Linked DNA regions of Zea mays: region 2 is linked to region 1. A link is a contact called in public Hi-C data. All regions are on one chromosome and are shown on one strand. The core of a region is the stretch at or near the end of the contact, and the rest is flanking DNA. Distances in the headings are between cores, read along the strand shown.

Region 1 (4,801 bases), core at 2,145-4,644:
ATACAATATCTAGAATCATACTCCCTATGTTCTAAATTATATTACGTCTATATATGTACTCCCTCTGTCCCAAATTACTCCATTCCAAATTATATTATGTCTTCCTGTTCCAGATTATACCCCTTTCGTTCCCGTGTTCCAAATTAAACTATACTCCTTACCAGATTATAAGACATTTTAACTTTAGATACATTACTTCTGCTATGTATCTAAATATAGTGTATATCTAAGCTTATAGTAAAAACTACATACTAAAAAAGACAAAATATCTTATAATATAGAATAAAGGAAATAATAAAAACAATAAATCTAGAAAAGTCAAAACGTCTTGTAATGTAAAAGAAAGGAGGTATATGAAATTAAAACAAAGGGTAGTAAACCATGCTTAATATGTTAGTTCAAGCATATACAGAAAAGATCAGTAGAAATTCTCGTGGACGGGATGAACTCAGAGGTTAATATGCCGAAACGGTAACAGCAGATTGGAGAGCTAACAAACAAGTAAAATTGCAAAGCTATTACTACTATTTACTACATAACAACAACAAAGACTTCTAGTCACAAACAAGTTAGGTACGCTAGTTTTAAAACCCAGCTTTTAATCAAGATTTAAACACATGGCAGTTGTTTTCCATTCACTCTTATTAAAGGCTTAATCTTTATATATATTCAACCCTTTCAAGTCTCCTACTTCCTACATAACTGGACTGAAATTAAATGCATGTTCATCATATTAAGGTTGTTAACTAGAAAAATCACTTCGATTTACTACTTCCATATCACAAATCTTGCGAAGGTGCTAGTTATAACATTTGGTTTAGACATGATCCTCATGTGTAGCTTAAAATATCATATGATTAGCAAATCGGTCTGTCATTCGAAATATTGCAATTAGAAAGACAAAAGGACATTAGAAAACATTCTATAACATCCAACATTAGTAAATTACTATGAACTGACATTCCGAAGCCAGACATGAGCACAACATCTGCAAGGCAATCCATTCGGAGAACACGAAGGAAATAGGACAACCCACAGTGCAAAATAAACTCTAAAATATCTAGATGGAAAGTACTATGTATCAAAGAAAAATTCAAGCAATAGAACTAATAAGACAAGTGGAAGTATATCTCATACATGTAAATTCATCTGGTTGAAACAAGATGCAGCCCGTGTACGCTTACAGATCCATGTAATATGCAGGGTTGCAATATCCTTGGTGCTGTCTAGCTATGGTATGACCAGGATCAAACATTTGGACAGTATCCATGAACTAAAATGCTGCCCAAACTCAAAATTGTTTCCTTTTGCTCCTAAACAACTTGTCTCTTTTTGAGTACATATAAAAGAAACCAAAAACAAACAACCCAGACATGGAAACAGATACCCACGGGAATGGTGGATCTTTGAAGCAAACCAGTGAAGCTTCAAGCTCCTGTGATGCCTGATACACCAATGAGTGAATTTCATACAGATCGTGGTCTGAAGACCTCAAATAGTACATTGCCTTGTCGTAGTCCAAGCGTGACATGGCTGAGACCACCTTCTCCAGTTTATACGTGAGCAGGTTCCACCTCTGAATGAATTCAACATGCCTTTTCTTTCTAAGTATTTTCTCCCCACCATGTGCCACCATCGACTCCAAAACATCTATTGTGCTGGTGATTGTGTAGTTCAGGGTTGTGAGAAGAACATTCCTACGAGCTGCATCTTTCTGCACAAAAGACAGTGATTTGGTCTCTGAAAAAGGACCAAATGGTGTATGTCCAGTGCTCCAAGTGTAATCAACAACTGTGGCATGATGCTCAGGACTCCATGACAGATGTGTGGGTGAAACCCCCCACATGCTCTGCAGAAGTGAGCCAATGATTGCGCGCTCAAGATTTCTAGTCATTGTAAGCACATGTCGACCATTACAGGTGTAGTCACTTACTGTTTGTGAGCTCCGCGTCCTCACAGCAACCACCATATCCCCAAATGCCACTGCCTGGTGGTATCTATCCAGAGGCAAAAGTTTATCATAATCCAAATCGAAAACATAAACTGGCACCACCTTGTCATGCTCATAATTTTCATGGACCCCAGCCAAACGATGTATCTCATCCGACGAGTCTGACAGCACCTGCCTCAACCGCTTGGAGTCCAAGTACTCATTCACTATCAATGTGTAGTTCTCAAACAGGAACCTCGATGTAAACGAGTTTGTCGACCTAGCAACTGCGAATGAGCAAATTGGGCATTCAGAGTACTTGACCGTATGCAGATCAAACTTCAAGCTTTGTCCACCATAAGGTAGATCCCCGTCACGAATTGACTGTTCTATCACACGAAAATCAAGCCCTTCTTCTTCCTTCCGGTCCCCATGGATGTGAATGAACCGAATAAGCAACGAGTTCTCATAATGCACTGGAATTCTGAGCGAAGGCACTAGCAAAGACTTGTATGCACTAAGAACCAGCGACGCAAGATCCGCGAGGAGAGCTTTCTCCGACTTGGGCCTGCCGTGAAGGGTGGCAAGAGGGTGGAACTCACCACGGGGGAGCACGCCATCGCCAGAGAGCGCTGGACCGTAGTTCACTGGACCGGCACCCAGGTCGATCCAAATGTACCGATTCTTACCAGCCCAGACGGGGCCGAGGCAGCGGGAGTACCCAGGCGAGGAGGCATCAGTGCCGGAGGAGGCCGCGGTGTAGGCATACTGGCGCGACTGCTTGCCAAGGTCGAGCAAGTAGATGTAGACGGCCTCAGCGGGGCCGGAGCCGGCTAGCGCGCGGTAGTCCTCAGCGACGAGATCGTCCACAAGCGAGTAGGGAACGCCTGAGAGCGCGTTATTGTGGAACGGCGCGGGGGACTTGTCGAGATGCGCGCGGACGGCGGCGCCAGCTTTAGAGGCGAGCTTGGACGCCGCGACGGGGCCGGTGACGTCAAGGTGAAGGGTGTGGGAGACCGCGAGACGGTGTGGGCGGCGGCTGGAGAGGAACTGGGCTGAGGAGACGGCGGCGTTGACGAGGGAAGGAAGGGACCGCCCGGATGAGGCCGGGAAGGAGGAACCGGCGAGGCGGACGTGGACGGGGACCGTGGCAGAGAGGTTGAGAAAGAAGGAAGGGAGGAGGGAGGTACGTGCGGAGAGCGCGCGCCGGAGGGCGGCCGGTAGAGCGGCGAAGGTGTCGTTGCCGGCAGACGGGTCGCGCGCGGCTGCCGACGCGAAAAAAGCGTCGAGGCCCGAGAACGCCACCGCGGTGACCGCGGGGGCCAGCGAGGCCAGGAGGAAGAAGAGAATTAGGGTTTGGGGTGGGGGAAGAGCCATGGTCGCCCGCCGGCCGGACGGAGATGCGGAGGTCACAAGTGAAGTCGGGGTTCAGAATTCAGATCGATCTGGGATACCAGATGCCCGATGCGGCGATGCCAGAGGAGACTAGCAAACGCTAGGGTATATGACGGGATCTTCTGTGGTATAGAGATCTATAGATGTCCTTGTGCGTCACTGGGATTGCAACTGGTCGAGCTTAAGTCGAGTACTCGAGAGAAAAACCCTGTCGCAACCACACCTATAAAGTTTACTAATAGGGTGTCCGTGCGTTGCTATGATAACTTAAAATTGATACAAAACAGTGATGCAATATAATTACAATCTCTATTTGATAATTTTGTACCCAACAAACAACGCCATCATTAGAAAGGACACGTCGATGAACATACCTAAATTCACCTTTAGCTAAGAAGGCAATTAAGAAAGGAAAATATAAACTGATAAATGGTACACTTGTGCACTGCACTGGATTTAAGAAGAAAGAAAGAAAATGTGTGTCTGTCTAAACAATATATGCCTACTTAAGATGAAGTAATTATATGAAACGTGATTCTACACTGAGTTCAACCGACCATCCACCAATCAAATAGTAGCAGATAATACATTATTGTCATAAAAAAAGATGTCAAGAGCATGGTTCTATTGAAAATCCTGCTTGTTTCATTCACGTAATGAGTTCATTCGGAGATCACTGAATAGAAATGGCAAATGCAGTGCTCAGTATCTAGGCCTACCCATGTCAGGTACAAAATCAGTTCATAAATATCAGAGTTGGTATGTTGCCAATGCATTATTTGAGACTGGGTGCTTAATACAACTATACAAGCATCTTCAAGAAGTGTGTTGCTAAGCCCACGCTTCGTGCTTAAGTAGTGGAAGCCCGTTGTTGATCGATGCACGTTAAGCATCAGCATTGGATAAGCATAGATCCTGGATGTTGAAAAGATTTTGTAATATAAGTGATAAAAATATTATTCGTTAGAAGCAAACAATTTGTACATAGTGCAAGTAATATACTTATGCAAAAGGTAAAACTGTTTGGTAGATCTGTTTGTTGGATTCAGAATCACCAAGTTCTTCTAAAATAAAGAGTTAGTTGAATTAACACAAGAGTTAGTTTTTGTCAATTTCAAAATGCCCAGGTAGGTTGTTACATGTATGTGAATTGTCCAGAAAGGGCTGAACACGTGAACATATATAATTATACAATATCATATAAAATAATCATCATACGACTCAAAAGGCTACTGATAGTAGAGGTCAGGTTTAGTTCTTACCATATATATTTCTTATGCGTGTTGAGTTGCACAAGGAAGATCCAATAGTTCAATCCAGCATGTCATATACTGTTAAACAAAAAAGAAGGGGAAGCTCGATAGATTGGTCATCTAAACTGAAAGAGGACTCACTCAATACATATTGTGCTCCACTGCATTTGGTAATTCACTATTGGCATCTCGTCCTCTCAGCCTCCATTTCTTTCCCCGAAAC
Region 2 (4,761 bases), core at 661-3,160, 170 kb before region 1:
TACTACTTAAAAAGTAGAATCTCAAACTGATATAACAACAGAATATATTCATGAAGATCTATAGATTCTCTAGTTTAAATCTGAATCACCTCTTACTCTATATTTTCTAGATTCTTGTCATCCATGTTACAAACTTTCATGCTCTTATAGAATCTATAATGGACCGTTGTTTGAACCAAACAAATTTTAGTTTTCATAAACGTCAGCTCGCATCAACTTCTTACAGATCACAACTAGAATAAGATTTTCAAGAATCTACAACTGAACCAAATAGACCCTTAGTATTGTTTACCTTGTCCTTGTTATAACTGGAAATTTGGGAACATTTTAGTAGCAAATTCTAGTGTTGTACATCTTTCAAAAGAAAAGTGATTTCGAATGTTTTATTAGACTTGTTAATAAAAGATGCTTTTTAGCAAACCATGAGGACTTGATGTATGGAATAGGATTGCACAAGTGCCTCTCCCTAAGGACCAGTTCCCCGAGCGACTACCCGAGACAAACAATACAACTATAAGGATTACATGGCTATGGCCTTAACCAAGTAATTAAGGGAAAATATTTGGATATTAGCTATGGTAAATGGGGACAAATGAAGGCTCTTTGGCCCCACTTTTGCTTGATTAGGCCTTGGGTGGGATGCCCTGGAGAGCCTACGTGTGAGGATTGTGGTGGAGAGATTGCCTCAGAATATTCTATCATAGTCTAATACACACGGAAGATCATTTATAAAGGTCTCATAGTGAACCCTGCCGACCTCCACTGAAGAGGTGAAGGGTCTTGCAAATCGAGACAAGTGGGTATCACGACTTGTGGGTAAAGTTGTACAATATCAACAGAGTGTCGTAAAACTGATTAATCAGTCGTGCTCACGATGAAGAGCGACTTTGGTATCCTCACATATTAGAAGTTTTATTTTCAAAAACCTTAAAACTTCACTATTAGACTTGGTGATGTGTCCACTATATGATGCAATGGATGGTCCTATGTGAGATGCAGCAGATGTGTTTTCAAAACTTTTGCCACGAGACTTGGCAGATGGTTTACTGTGGGATGCAACAAACGTGTTTTCAAAACTTTCACCATGAGATATGGTGAATGGTTCATTATAGGATGCAACGAACGTGTTTTCAAAACTTTCTCCGTGATATGCATTGAACGACTTTTCAAAAGGTTACTTTACTACAACTATTCGCATGGGACTTGGTGAAAGGTTTACTATGGAATGCAATAAACATCGAAGTTACTGTATTATAACGAATCTTTATGCAACAAAATGTTTTACAAAAGAGGAATTCAAATGCTTTTCAAGTATAGTTAGAACTTGATCAACTAAAAGCAACCGCCCAAGCTAACCCACCATATAGCCAGTTCAAGGAGATGTGTCCTAGAGCCAAGAGTTACATAATTACGACGAGTTTTAGACTTGTGATCAATCAGTTGTCTATAAAGACTACTGGTTGATTGATATATAATATTGTGGTTATACATAAGAATCTCGAGCATGTACAATGGACGTTCGATTGTGCGGTTAAAACCAAGTGTGAGTATTCTTTATGTATGTTCTTTTTGCTATAGAGAAGTGAACTGATAAAATCTATTATATATTTTAATAATTTCAGAAAATAGATATTTTTGATTATCCACGGTATTTATGATTAAGAAAAAAACCATTCTAGTAGATAAGCACCAAAAATTCCAAACCAAACACCTCACTCCATCGATCTTCTCCATCTCCACGGCAGGACGAGGCTTTCGGGTTCGTCTCCAATCCCCATCCGTGGCAGTGGCAGTGTCACGAGAAGAGGCCACGAGTCCACTACTGACTGGAGGCAGGCCAACCCGACGCGACCGGCAGCGGCGCACCAACGCAAAGGTTAACCCACCCGCCCACCCAGGCGGCCAGGCCCCAGCAGTACCCACTCACGAGACCGTCCAGGCGTCCACCGCGACGCGCTCTCCTGCCCGTGCCCACCTCCACGACTCCACCTCCGCAGCGCCCGCGGTAACCTCCCCACGCCACGCCACATCGCGTGCGAGCCCCAACCGTCGCCGGCCTCCCAATTAAGCCGCCCCCGCGGCGCGATCCGGTGTCCACCGCTGCTCCGCCGGAGGAGGGGGAAGGGGAAGAAAAGGGAGGGGGGGAGCACAGGGGGATGCTAGAGGCGAAGCCGCCGTCGCCGGGCTCCGGCGCGGCCGGGGCGGCGGCGCACATCCACGGTCACCGGCGGTGGGCGGCGCCGCTGCTGGCCTCGGTTCTGCTCTCGTCGCTCCTCATCACCGCGTCGCTCTTCTTTTCCTCCTCCCGCGCGCTGCTACTCTCCTTCTCGCCGCTCCCCTCCGCGGCCTCCGCCGAGCCTCTCTTCGTCGAGGCCAAGCTCCGCCAGCAGATGCGGGCCGAGGAGCGCCCCACGCGGGGCGCCGTGCCCAGGATCGCCTACCTCATCTCCGGCTCCGCGGGGGACGGAGCCGCGCTGCGCCGGACGCTCAGGGCGCTCTACCACCCGGTAAACACATACGTCGTGCACCTCGACCTCGAGGCCCCCGCCGCCGAGCGCGCCGAACTCGCCTCTGCCATCCACGCGGACCCCGTCTACGCTAGGTTCCGCAACGTCAAGGTCGTCACACGGGCCAACTTGGTCACCTACCGTGGCCCGACCATGGTGGCCAACACGCTGCACGCGGCTGCCATCCTGCTGCGCGAGGGCGGTAATTGGGACTGGTTCATCAACCTCTCCGCCTCCGACTATCCGCTCGTCACCCAGGACGGTAAGCGCAGATGCGATCTGCCTCTTTCGGCCCTCCGGTATTGCGACTGGATCTATCCGTCGCGGGAAGACGCCACCTTTGATCCGATTTTTTTGGTGCTTCCAATGGCGCGATCTTTGCCTGCCTACGATTTGGGCAAAATCAATTCCAGGTTTGGGTCACTCACTGGACGATACTAGTGGAGCTGGGGATTTGAAATTTGCGTGCAGTGTCTGTCTGCAAGTGTTCGCCAAAAATGCGATTTTGTACGCGGGCTTGGATATGCCAATTGGGGAATGGGGGTGAGATTAGTTTATGACATGTTGTTTTCCCAATTGGTATGGGAATTTGATAAGATTTGATTACTTTTTTAGCTTCTAGGTGGTACCAGGGGAAAGTCAATCTAAGGGCGTATTTCTTTCTTTAAATAGAGCCTCTCACTGGGTCGCCTCTCTCTTTCGTTTTATTGCAATCTTGTTTTGTTTTTTCCTTTTCAGTTTACTACCGTTATGGATTCTTCTACTTGTTCATGGTGCAAAAATGTTTGTGATCAACATGCCCCTTTGTTTTTCTGATTTGTCTACCTATTGGCAGATCTATTGCATGTGCTTTCTGAGTTGCCCAGGCAGCTTAACTTCATTGAGCATACCAGTGACATCGGATGGAAGGAGTAAGTTTACAGTTTGTCTGAAAGTTCTGGTATCTGTTCCCACAAGTTCTGCAGTTGCTAAATATGTGTGTCTGTAGGTACCAGAGGGCGAAGCCAGTGATCATCGACCCTGGGCTATACAGCCTGCAGAAGTCTGACGTTTTCTGGATAACAGAGAAAAGGAGTGTCCCAACTGCATTCAAGCTCTTCACCGGTAAAATACACCATAATCTTTCCTATGAATTCTGAAATGAGCTCTCCGTCCCCTTCTAGTTATTGGTGTTTCTTGTTTTGCATATATCATTTCTCACTGTATTTCACATTACTAATTACTTGCAGTGCTGGTTGCTATTTACATGCCTGTTTTTTTTCCCTGGAATCATGTGCAACTAACAGCTTTCTTTTGCCACTGTTGTCAATGTTTGATACAAGAAAGCAAACACTTCATTTTTCTTTGTTGACTGTGTTAAGGATAAGTTTGTTTGACCAATCTGCCTGTTGGGATTTAATGCCAGGTTGAGAATTTGTATACTGTTGCGATGGTCCAGCTATACTCTTGATTTAGGATTATGGTCTTGAAGTGGTTGTGTGTCCCCATTACCTACTAATTTGTGGGCAATCAATATTCTTTTGTATGGGCGATCTCTGCACTACCAGAATGGCTTGTTAGCAACTTAGCATTAAATGATTTGCTTGCTAGAAACAAATTATAAACGACTTCCATTACCATATCACATTGAGTCACTAGGTCGCAGGTTCGAAGCATCCTCTCCGCATTTGCGGGGGGAGGCTTGCCTCAGTTTATTTCTTTCCCAGCCCACTTGTGTGAGCCTCCGGCAGTGGGTCTGCCCTTCCATTATCATATCTCCAAGCAGGGAAAAACTTGCAGCAGACTAGCAGTTGAGATAGCACTACATAGCTTCATTTTAGCTGTACATGGCATGGTTGGTAAGGCGTTAGCGACGCTTAAGCGGTAAGACGAGCCTGGCCATGCAAGACGTCCCGTCGCCTTGCCTGCGAGAGTAAGGCGCTGGCAAAAACAGAGGAGGAGGAGGTGGCGGCGGTACGCAGGGTGCGGCGTAGGGTGCGGTGGCCTGCAGGGTGCTGCGTCGGCGACGGACAGCCAGTCAGAGGAGAAAGGAGAGCTGCTGGGGAGGGGGAGAGAAAAGAACTGCGGGGGAGGGAGAGGAGAACTGCGGGGAGGGAGAGCTGCGAGGGAGGGGGAGAGCTGCTGGAGGCTGCAAGTGGGACACTGCTGTGAGGTTTTAACCCTAAAATTGGTGTTGGACTAGATTGGATAGGATGACTGGTTGTGTGCTATTAACTTCTTTCTTCTTTCTTTATTCCTGTTTCTCTCCTCTACG

What was found. A called contact is a pair of places that touch in the nucleus more often than the background predicts.
Region 2: a contact with region 1 is called in a Hi-C map of leaf, with 4 times the contacts expected there. The contact joins the promoter of LOC100191516 here to the promoter of LOC100279525 in region 1. A contact is called at or near these places in 3 of 25 Hi-C or Micro-C datasets (ear, leaf and tassel).

Annotation. Positions count from the first base shown.
Region 1 is chr9:89,126,650-89,131,450 of Zm-B73-REFERENCE-NAM-5.0, reverse strand. LOC100279525 reads right to left here and starts at 3,394. Exons shown (of 1, transcript NM_001152523.2): 1 at 1,081-3,394. The coding sequence starts at 3,307. The coding sequence ends at 1,292.
Region 2 is chr9:89,295,022-89,299,782 of Zm-B73-REFERENCE-NAM-5.0, reverse strand. It overlaps LOC100191516, which reads left to right and starts at 1,910. Exons shown (of 4, transcript NM_001136948.2): 1 at 1,910-2,769; 2 at 3,343-3,418; 3 at 3,496-3,611. The coding sequence starts at 2,157.